2 separate regions of the Oryctolagus cuniculus genome follow, and region 1 is linked to region 2. The links are chromatin contacts, called in public Micro-C maps. All regions are on one chromosome and are shown on one strand. The core of a region is the stretch at or near the end of the contact, and the rest is flanking DNA. Distances in the headings are between cores, read along the strand shown. Region 1 has its middle 16 kb from the start of SRSF3. Region 2 has its middle 9.5 kb from the start of CDKN1A.

Region 1 (5,101 bases), core at 732-3,231, 47 kb before region 2:
CTTTTTTAAAAAATTATTTATTTGAAAGAGTTACAGAGAAGAAGTAAATAAGCAGAGAGAGAGGGAGATCTTCCACTTGCTGGTTTACTCCTCAAAGGACCACAGTGGTGAGAGATAGGCCGGGCTGAAGCCAGGAGCTTTATCTGGGTCTCCCACTTGGGTGCAGGGGCCCAAGGACCTGGGCCATCCTCCGCTGTTTTCCCAGGCACAGTAGCAGGGAGCTGGATCAGGAGTGGAGCAGCCAGGAGTTGAACCTATATGGAATGCCAGCGCTGCTGGGAGCGGCTTATCTACTACACCACAGCGCCAGCCCCCAAAACTTTGTTTCTTTTACAGATTTATTTCAAAGGCAGAACACCTGGTTCACTCCTCAAATGGCCACAACAGCCATGGCTAGATCAGACCAAAGCCAGGAGCCAGGAGCTGCTTCTGGGTCTCCCATGCTGGTGCAGGAGTCAAAGCACTTGGGCCATCTTCCACTGCTTTCCCAGGCCATAGCAGGGAGCTAAATCAGAAGTGGAGCAGCCAGGATGCAAACTGGCATTCTATTATGGGATGCCAGTATTCCAAGTGGTGTGTTAACCTGCTTAGCCTCGTTGTCCTTAAATTTTTTTGCATCAAGATCAACTCATCTTTTAGTTCCATTTTCCCCACATTTTTGCAGCCCCCCACGTACACTGCTAGGTTACTAGAACGTCCCCCTGTGGGGGAGGAAGATTCTGTTACCCTACTTTGGAACAGACTTAGGTCCGAGGCCCGTGGGAAGTGGTTTTTGTGGAAGGGGTTTTCCCGTCAGCTGAACGCTGAGGAAGGGGTTTGGATAGAGCTGGCTGTGGACCAGAAAGAGCCAAGTGTGTGGGAAGAAAGCACCAAGGCAGGAAACAGAGGGGCTCCCTGTGGGCTGACGAGTCTGCACCCCGTGGACTTGTCCTCAGGACAGAGCGGGGGATCAGGACCATGTTTGTGCCAGAGGGATGGTGGTTTGCAAACCGAAGAAGTAGCCAGACTGGAGTGACACCTCATGTAACACACTGACTACATAAAACCACGCAATGGTTTAGCCGTAAAAAGTATACTTCTAGGGGCCGGCGCTGTGGCACAGCAGGTTAAAGCCCTGGCCTGCGGTGCCAGCATCTCATGGGCGCCGGTTCTAGTCTTTGCTGCTTCACATCCAATCCAGCTCTCTGCTATGGCCTGGGAAAACAGCAGAAGATGGCCCAAGTTCTTGGACCCCTGCACCTGCGTGGGAGACCCGGAAGAAGCTCCCTGCTCCTGGCTTTGGATCAGCCCAGCTCTGGCTGTTGCGACCATTTGGGGAGTGAATCAGTGGATGAAAGACCTTTCTCTTTCTCTCTCTCTGCCTCTCTGTAACTCTGACTTTCAAATAAATAAAATAAATCCTTACAAAAACCAGAAGTATACATTTAATCACGTCGCCTTATAAAGACAGGCACACATTTGGATCAATGCAGTCTTAGGTCAACCTCGGGACTGGACTCATTTCTTTATTTTTGTTGTTCAGAGAAGTAAGTGCAAAGGGTAACATTTTTAAACACCCGATTTCACAACTCTAGAAGTGATGAAACAGGAGCCAACAGCCTCGAAGCACTGGCTCACTTGGGCGTGTCCGCATGCATGCGGTTGGATAGGTTTGTATAAAGAAAACTTCAAGATGTGGCAGGCCACGCCCACCACACATAGGCAAGGAACTCGGTTGAGGCCTGTGAGACCCCTGCCCCCGCTCTCTGCTCCCAGCTGACAGCCCTGAGGCCCAGGGCAATGGCATCAGATACTTGGAGCCCCGAGGGTGGGGTGGGGGGGCCACCCCTGGGCACTCGGCCTCCTGACTCCTGGTCCAGTGCCGCTCCTGAGCGACATCTGGCAGGGCAGCACGCCGCGGCCTGGCTGGCCAACCTCTCACCCCAAGAAGGCCCTGGCCGCGTGCCCATCTCCCTGGCAGATAAAGCCGCAGACAGATGGCAAACAGTGCACGGCCCAGGAGCTGACCCAGGTCTGATTCACCAGCGGCTGGTGCCCGTGCCAGTGGCACAGGCTGCCCTCTGGGCCTCTGCTCTTTCTTACCGCTCCTCTCCGCTTGGGGCTTTTGGGCAGACACCTGTGAGCGTGAGAATTGTTCTGGCTTTTTCAGGGAGCGCTTTCCTGGTGGCGCAGCGACTCAGCTGCCCCAGTCCCCGGCAGCTCAGCGTGTTGCCCCATCAGCCTGGTTTCGGTCTCAGGGTGGGGCCGCCATGTGGGGTGGGGCGCTGTGTTCCTAGGGCTGGCCCTTGCCCAGCGCAGACACCTTGGCAACGGGCGGCGGCTCGCGGGCTCAGAACAGGTGGGTCGCCTGCTCCTGGGATTTCAAAACGCCATTTATTGGCATGTGTCTCCCGAAAGGAGCAATGTGCTGAGAAATGATGGGACTTGGAGAAATGTCAGCTGCTCTCCCTCAGCGCCGCTGGGGCAGCGTTTGTCATGGCGGAGCTGGCACGTGTGTCTGGAGGAAGGGCTGCGTGGAAGCCGAGTGTGGCAAGCTTCGTGTGCAGAACCGTGTTCTCAAAGCAAGTGCCCACCCCGGAACCTTGCTGCATGGACACCAGGCTGCTTCTTAAGAACCCATCTCCCTGGGCTTCAAGAATCCAGAGTAGGTGTGCTGCTGCACAGGGGATGGCCTCTCTGTGAGTTCCGTGGTCCCCCAGAGCGGGAGTGCCACTGCCTGGACCACACGGCCCTGCCCCTGTGCGCCTGCTCTGGGCCCCTCACCCGGGGCTCTCCCAGCCCTCAAGGCTTGAGTGCACTGGAAACCTCAGTCTCGCCAGCAGGGACGTGGGCGTCCTGGTGCCCCCTCCTGGGCTTGTTGGGACGAAGAGGTGAGGTCGCTTATGTCGAGGGTCAACAAGAGCCCAGCAGAGAGGAGGACCTGAGAGTGGCCAAGCTCAGCGCTTCCCTTCAGCTACTTGGCTCCACCCCACGTCTTTGAGTGGCTCAGCGTAGCAAAGGTAAGCCAGGACCACGCTAGCCAAGTCAGACCGCGCACAGGAGCGAGCAAGGGGCCGGGGCCCAGGAGCTTCCGAGTTCACAGGTGGGGTGTCCTCGCCTGCTGCCTGCCCGCCCGGTGCTTGGTGCCGCAGGCTGCGTCTCTTGTTGAGAGGGTGTCCAGGCGCTGACGCCATCGCCCGCTCTGCAAATGGGGAAACAATTCCAGAAAGAGGAAGTGACTTCCCGAAGCTCACGGAGATAGTGGGAAGCGACCAGCTGGGCTGGAAACCCACACTTCCCAGTCCAAGCCCAGCACCCAGGAGCCGGGACCACAAGGGGCCCCACTCAGGTAGGTCCCGGCTGCTTGTGGCTTTTTTTTTTTTTTTTTTAAGATTTATTTATTTATTTGAAAGGCAGAGCTACAGAGAGACAGATGGAGAGAGAGAGGTCTTCTATCTGCTGGGTCACTCCCCAGATGGCCACCATGGCCAGAGCTGAGCCGATCCGAAGCCAGGAGCCAGGAGCCAAGGGCTTCTTCCAGGTCTCTCACATAGGTGCAGGGGCCCAAGGACTAAAAGCCCTTAAAGCCCTGGGAGTGGACAGGCTGGAAGTGGACCCCCGCCTCGGGATTTGCAGGCCACTCAGTTTTGCAGCCACAGGAACAGTGAGTTTGCGCTGTCTGTAGGCTGACCCACACATCCGTGTGTCATCCGGGCTTTTCCCCACTATATTTATTTGAAAGGCAGAGAGACAGGGAAACAGAGATCTTCCATCTGCCGGTTCACTCCCTAGACAGCCACAATGGCCAGGGCAGGGCCAGGCCAAAGCCAGGAGCCAGGAGCTCTATTCAGGTCTCCCATGTGGTGCAGGGGCCCAAGCACTTGGGCCATCCTGCACTGCTTTCCCAGGCCACAGCAGAAAGCTGGATCAGAAGTGGAGCAGCCAGGACTCAAACCATTGCCCATAAGGGATGCTGAAACCGCAGGCCATAGCTTTGCCCTCCGTGCCACAACGCCAGGCTCCTCACTGATTTCTAAAAGAGTAACAAACGCGTGCTGAGGACAGCGAGTGAGCCCACACCTTTGTGGACAAGTTGTTTCCCCAGATCCATGAGGATAATTGTGTGGAACACCACACAGAGCGGGCAGCCAGCGAGCCCTCGTTCTGTGACGGCCGTGACCCTCCCAGGGGCCTGCATCAGGGCCCGGGGGAGGTCAGACCTCCCGGTGGTCCCAAGGGGATTTTCACTTAGATCCCATTTGGAGAAGGGGGTAGTTGGGCTGGAGGTGGCCCAGGGCGTCACTGGCTGTCCCCTGCAGTGAATGGAGTGGTGACCCAGCCTTGACCCCTGCTCTAGGCAGACTGCCATGCGGGGACCAGATGGCCCTCAGGGTCTTCTCCAAAGCCGAGGTTCCAGGGTTTGGGGACTCTGGGGGAGGCAGGTGCTGGTACACTGTGGGGCTGGTGGGCCTAGCGGTCGGCCGCTGGGCAGGGCAGGGCAACGTGCAGCTTTTTGTTCTGCAGGCATTGGGCAAGACTGGAATATTCTCCTAAAATCTGCTTAACCCTCAAGGAACGAATGGAGAAAAATAAGACCCCCGAGTGAGAGTGTGCCCCGGTCCACACGAAACCCACCCGATGCCTCCCCTGTGCACCTCGACTGTGTGTGTAAATTACCTCAGTGCCGGGCTGCTTGTCAAGGGGCCCATGGGAGAAGGACACCGGGGAGGGGTCCACGGGAGAAGGATGCCAGGGAGGTGTTCCCCATAGCGCCTGGGCGACCGCCAAGAAGTTCCACATCAAGAAGTGTCTACGGGGCGGCATTGTGGCACACCGGATTAAGCCACTGCCTGGGACACCCGGAGCGTGTTCTGGCTGCTCTACTTCCCATCCAGCTCTCTGCTATGGCGTGGGAAGGCAGTGGGAGACAGCCCAAGTGCGTGGGCCCCTGCACTCACGTGGGAGACCCGGATGGACTTCCTGGCTCCTGTCTATAGCCTGGCCCATCCCCAGCTGTTGCAGCCTTTTGGGGAGTGAACCAGCAGATGGATGGAAGATTTCTCTCTCTGTAACTCTGCCTTTCAGGGATGGAGGTCGTGGGGCTGTCTCAGAATCCGGAGCC
Region 2 (5,618 bases), core at 1,325-3,824:
ACTTTCAAATAAATAAATAATTAAAATAAAAAGAAAGAGAGAGAGAAAAAGCACAGCTGGAACTCCATTTGGGTCTCCCCCATGGGTGCAGGGGCCCACTCATTTGAGCCGTCTTCTCCTGCTTTCCCAGGCACATTAGCAGGGAGCTGGGTCTGAAGTGGAGCAGCCAGGACTCAAACCAGTGCTCATATGGGATGCTGGTATCACAGGCAGTGTGGCTTAACCTGCTGCACCACAAAGCAGCCACAACCGAACTCCTTAAATTGTTTTCTCCTTCCTTCCTTCCTTTGTCTGTCTGTCTGTATATCTATCTATCCATTAGTTCTGTTTCTCCAGAGAACCCTGGCTGGTTTGAATGTAAGTTTTTTGTTTGTTTGTTTGAAATTATCTTTGTTGTTTTTTTTTTAAATATTTATTGATTTGAAAGGCAGAGTTACAGATAGGCAGAGGCTGAGAGAGAGGGAGAGAGAGAGAGAGAGAGAAAGAGAGAGAGTCTTCCATCCCCTGGTTCACTCCCCAAATAGCCGCAACAGCTGGAGCTGCGCCAATCCGAAGCCAGGAGCCAGGAGCTTCTTCTGGGTCTCCCACGTGGGTGCGGGGGCCCAAGGACCTGGACCATCTTCTACTGCTTTCCCAGGCCATAGCAGAGAGCTGGATCAGAAGTGGAGTAGCCGGGACTCATACCACTGCCCATATGGGATGCCAGCGCTCAGGCCAGGGCGTTAACCTGCTGCTGCATAGCACAGGCCCCAAGATGTATTTATTTTGTTCAAAAGGCAGAGGCGGGGGTGTGTGTGTGGGGGAATTCTTCTATCTGCTGGTTTGCTCCCAAATGGCTGCAACGGCTGGAGCTGAGCTGATCCAAAGCCAGGAGCTAGGAGCTTCTTACAGGTCTCCCACATGGGTGCAGGGGCCCAAGGACTTGGGTCATCTTCCACTGCTTCCCAGGCCACAGCAGAGAGCTGGACCAGAAATGGAGCAACCGGGACTAGAACCAGCGTCCATGTGGGATGCCGGCACTGCAGGCAGCGGCTTTCCCGGTTAAGCCACAGCACTGGCCCCTGAAATAATCCTTTGTGATGTGAATGACTGTCATGATTAAGCAGGTGGACAGGGTTGGAGTCCTGGTGATCTCAGCCAGTTTCCTTGTCTCTCCCTTCAGGTCTGAGTAGGCTGGGGTTCAAACTTTCAGTGATGAAAACGCATTAGGAAGGAAGGTCCGAGTCCTTCTCAGCTACCCCCCTGCCCCCATGAGGGTAATGCGTCTAAAGGCAGGTGTGTTTGTGCTAACAGAAGAGCAGTGCACCCCACCCTGACCATCCAGCCGCCGGATGGCGCGCTACGCAGCAGTGAAAAGGAAGGGAGTGGGGAATGGCGTAGAGAGAAACTGAGTGGGGAGGGGGTGGGTCAAGGGAACAACCAAGATGCCAGCAGGGTTTCCATTTGGATGGATCAATGGAATATCTGCGTTTTACTTACAGGTCTACAATCTCTCACCCTTAATTCCAGAACCCGCAAACCTCTGAAAGCTAAAAGTGTTTCTTTTGGGGCAAATTCATTTGGTAGTAAAACCAGTGCTAAAAGGATGTGAAGCCATTTGTACTTTTTATGCCATGCCTGTTTTAGTGTGAATACGGTACACGCCAGGACTAGGGGACCTGGATCGTCTTGGGGTGCCTGGGCTTACTGGGTACCCTGGACATGGAACTTGCGGGTGCTAACCCCAGGACAGTCCTGGGCAGGCGTCAGTCACTGACCAGCCTAGGCAGAGCCGACTGGGGGTGTTAGGGGCTGTGTGCCACCAGCACCTTATTACCTGTCTACACCCCGCAAGGCATTTGTCCCCAGGAGCCTTAGCTGAAGGGCTGTGGACCTGGGTGTTCAGAGATTAACCCTGGAAGGAGACCCAGCGGCGGCCGCAGTGCTGGGAAGGAAACAGCGTGGCTGGGAGGCGTGTGTGTGTGTGTGTGTGTGTGTGTGTGTGTAGGAGGTGGGGGCTGGGGGTGTTCACTGCATTTCCTTCTGCATCTTGTCACTGTGAATCATGGGAATGGATGATCGACTCAAAAAATAAATACAGGAAGCGATGGAAAAATGAAACTCGGCACTTTTGACTACACCACAAATAGAACTTTAAAGACCTTTGAAAACACAGGCGACTGTTGCAGCTGCCGACAGTGCGGATGCGGCCGAGCCTGCCCTCTGAGGTCACCTGTTGAGCCCTGGTGTGGGCGTCCAGGGGCTCGGTTTCCTGAAGGCAGAGGGCTGAAAGCTCTAGGGAGCAACAGGTGGCCCGCAGCTCTGACCTGGAGCACAGGCTGTGGCGCAGCTCTGGGGGATGTTGTCCTGCTTGGTGGTGGTTGTTGTTATTATTATTTTGGAAAGTCGAGAACCATCATACAGAGCAAGTAGGAGCAGGCTGGGCCAGCTGAAAGCGTCCACCCCACCGCTGCCCTGGGTCTCCCGGTGATATAATTAGCCGGTTTTTTCCAGCGGTGAGTGGGCGGCTCACTCCTCCGCTCCCGGCAAAGCCAAAGCCACACGATGATGCAACAAGAGGCAAGCCTGGGCAAGGCCCGCGCGACGGTGCCGGAGGGTGGGGCGGGGCCGGCCGGCCAGCCACCGGGCTGCTGAGATGCAGGGGTGTGGGGGGAGTGCCGGCCTCCTGCTCTCTAGGCCTGAGCCTGGCCCTTCCCCCTCTCCCCTACTCTGGACATGATCTATTCCTAGCTCCCTGGCTCTCCCAGACGGGGAGGGGTCAGCTAGGAGCTTCTGGAGGGGAGGTGGGGGCACCCCAAACCTTGGGGATGGGGCTGAGGAACTCTTGCCTGGGGCAGATTTTCAGAATACACCACGTGCAGCTGGCTGAACCCACCCCCACCCCCACCCCCACCCCCACCCCCACCGCATAATCATAACTCAGTAGGTCCAGGTAGGGCCAGGACTTGGAGTATATTTAAGAATTGTGGGAGACCAGGATAAGTACCTGGCTCCTGCCATCGGATCAGTGCAGTGCGCCGGCTGCGCCGGCTGCAGCGCGCCGGCCGTGGCGGCCATTGGAGGGTGAACCAACGGCAAAGGAAGACCTTTCTCTCTCTCTCTCTCTCTCACTGTCCACTCTGCCTGTCAAAAATAATAAAAAAATAAAAAAGGAAAAAAAAGAAAAAAAAGAATTGTGTTATTATCTAAAATGACATTACCTATTTAAAAATAGACATATTGTGATGGGTAAGCAGCCCGAGGCCGGCAGACTGTGTGCAGCGCAATTCCAGGGGGCACCGTCTACACAGCCCGAGATGATGCTAATGGGATCCTGGGCGCGGGCAACCCAGAGGACCTGCTGCTCTTCCCAGAGGCGGCCACTGGCACTGCTGCTTGTCCTTTTCCAGAGAGTTCAAGTACAGGGAGCGCGTTCTTTGCAAGAGGGAGCTCAGCTTCCTCCTGGCCAGGTGCTGGGGCTCACAGACCTGCAGGAGAAAGTCCCCAGAGGGCTGTTTGTGCACCAGGCTCCCGCGAGGGGGTCCACCAGGGCTGGAAGACCCTGTCGGGGTCTCCAAACCTGCACTGCTGCAATCAAAGAGCTTTTCTTCTCCGTAATCCTTGTTCTTCGGCCACCCCCTCGGGATGGGGGGGGATTTTCAGATGAGTTTGCTGAGTCAGGGGCTTTTCCTGCCTCGCGGGCCAATGACTTCTCACACTTTGATGTCGGGCTGTGTGCAGCAGGAAGCAGGGTCCTGCCGCCAGGCTGGGGCCCAGTCACACTGTCTCTTTGTGTCCTGATTTCTTCCTCTGGGAGCTCAGATGGACCATGTCTACCTCGATTTTTCTCTCTCTCAAGACAGTGGTGAGATTGTAGATAGGAAAGGACCCATTTTACAGACGAAAAGACTGAAGTCCAGGCTCTGCAGTGGAGAAGCGGCACTGTTCTTGTGGCCATGACACCCAGTCAGGAGAGACCATGGCGTAGGAAGACGAGGGAGAGGAAGGGGTCCCCTCTGTCCTGCTCCCTGCAGCGGTGGCCATGGCTCCAGGTCATCCCACATGTGGTCCCTGTGTGTCTAGGTGGGGGGTGGGGGAGGGAGTGGGCATGATTTCAGAGCCAGGCCTTCTCTGTGGTCTTTGTCCCTCGCCTGCTAGAAGCAGAAATGTTAAGATCCTTCTGTCACTCTGCCTTTCAAATAAAATAAATCTTTTTTTTTTTTTTTTTTTAAATCCCGGAACCCTGAATGGTAGTCAGTCACCTGTAACCCGAACACCTCTTACTGGTTTCATATGTGGCTGAAAAATTCCATTTCATTGGCTGTCACTGAGATGTGAGGGTCTATCTGTTACAGTGGCCAGTGTCATCAAAACATCTCTCTCAGGCCGGCGCCGCAGCTCACTAGGCTAATCCTCTGCCTAGCAGCACCGGCACACCGGGTTCTAGTCCCGGTCGGGGCGCCGGATTCTGTCCCGGTTGCCCCTCTTCCAGACCAGCTCTCTGCTGTGGCCAGGGAAGTGCAGTGGAGGATGGCCCAAGTGCTTGGGCCCTGCACCCAATGGGAGACCAGGAGAAGTACCTGGCTCCTGCCATAGGATCAGCGCGGTGCGCCGGCTGTGGCGGCCATTGGAGGGTGAACCACCGGCAAAAGGAAGACCTTTCTCTCTGTCTCTCTCTCACTGTCCACTCTGCCTGTCAAAAAAAAAAAAAAAAAAAAACAACACAACCAACTCTCTCGGACGCTGTGCCCCCCCCACCCCCCGGCTGTTTTCCCTAAGTCCAGCCCTGAGCAGCTGGCTGCGCCCAGGAGGAGATTTAGACATAGCTTCTCCCAGCAGGTGCAGGGCTGTTGGAAGCCACGCAGGAGAGGGTAACATCTCCCTGGCTCTGAGCTTGACCCCAGAGGGACCACCAGCACATGGGGCTTGGGGGCTGCAACTGTTGCATTCCACAGTGGTGCTGCTGGCCTTGGGATCACAGGGGACACACAGAGCCACCCTAGAGAAGTGAAGCCAGGCAAGCAGCTGAGGGGAGGGGGAGCTCTGACCCCTGCCTGTATGACCTCAGCCACGCTGTCTGCTTGTGCGTCTGGAACAGCTGTTCTGAAAGGGGCATGTGTACGTGGGAGGTGGGGGAGTGTTGACGAGTGAGGTAAGGATCTGACATCACTGCTGTCAGAGACCCCTCACTGGGCACAGCGGGTAAAGCCCCCGTCTGTAGTGCCAGCATTCCATATGGGCGCCGGTTTGAGTCCCGGCTGCTCCACTTCTGATCCAGCTCTCTGCTATGGCCTGGGAAAGCAGCAGAGGATGGCCTGAGTGATTGGGCCCCTGCCACCATGTGAGAGAGCCAGATGGAGCTCCTGGCTCCTGGCTCCTGGTGTTGGCCTGATCCAGCACTGGCCATTGCAACCATCTGAGGAGTGAACCAGTGGATGGAAGATCTCTCTCTGTCTCTCTGTAACTCTGCCTTTCAAATAAATAAATACATCTTTTTTTAAAAGAGAGAGAGACTTCAAACCCAAGACCTTCAGCACTTTGATGTATACTGGACCTTTTCTTGGGAGGAATTTAAAAGTAATTAGGAAAGAAAAAAATGTAATGCATAATCCGTGTCCTTTTGCAATTATCCGGAAGGC

The links. A called contact is a pair of places that touch in the nucleus more often than the background predicts.
Region 1: a Micro-C map of ear pinna shows a contact between it and region 2, with 2.5 times the contacts expected there. The contact joins two enhancer-like sites. A contact is called at or near these places in 4 of 6 Hi-C or Micro-C datasets (ear pinna, psoas muscle, skin fibroblasts and 1 more).

Annotation. Positions count from the first base shown.
Region 1 is chr5:132,953,866-132,958,966 of mOryCun1.1, reverse strand. No RefSeq gene overlaps it. Among named protein-coding and RNA genes, the nearest start is that of SRSF3, 16 kb to the left of the region's middle. Within about 2 kb of position 1,981, at least 3 of the 8 cell types and tissues checked have an H3K27ac peak or open chromatin away from gene starts, as enhancers often do. A contact at or near this core is called in ear pinna, where this site is marked.
Region 2 is chr5:132,906,492-132,912,109 of mOryCun1.1, reverse strand. No RefSeq gene overlaps it. Among named protein-coding and RNA genes, the nearest start is that of CDKN1A, 9.5 kb to the right of the region's middle. Within about 2 kb of position 2,574, at least 3 of the 8 cell types and tissues checked have an H3K27ac peak or open chromatin away from gene starts, as enhancers often do. A contact at or near this core is called in ear pinna, where this site is marked.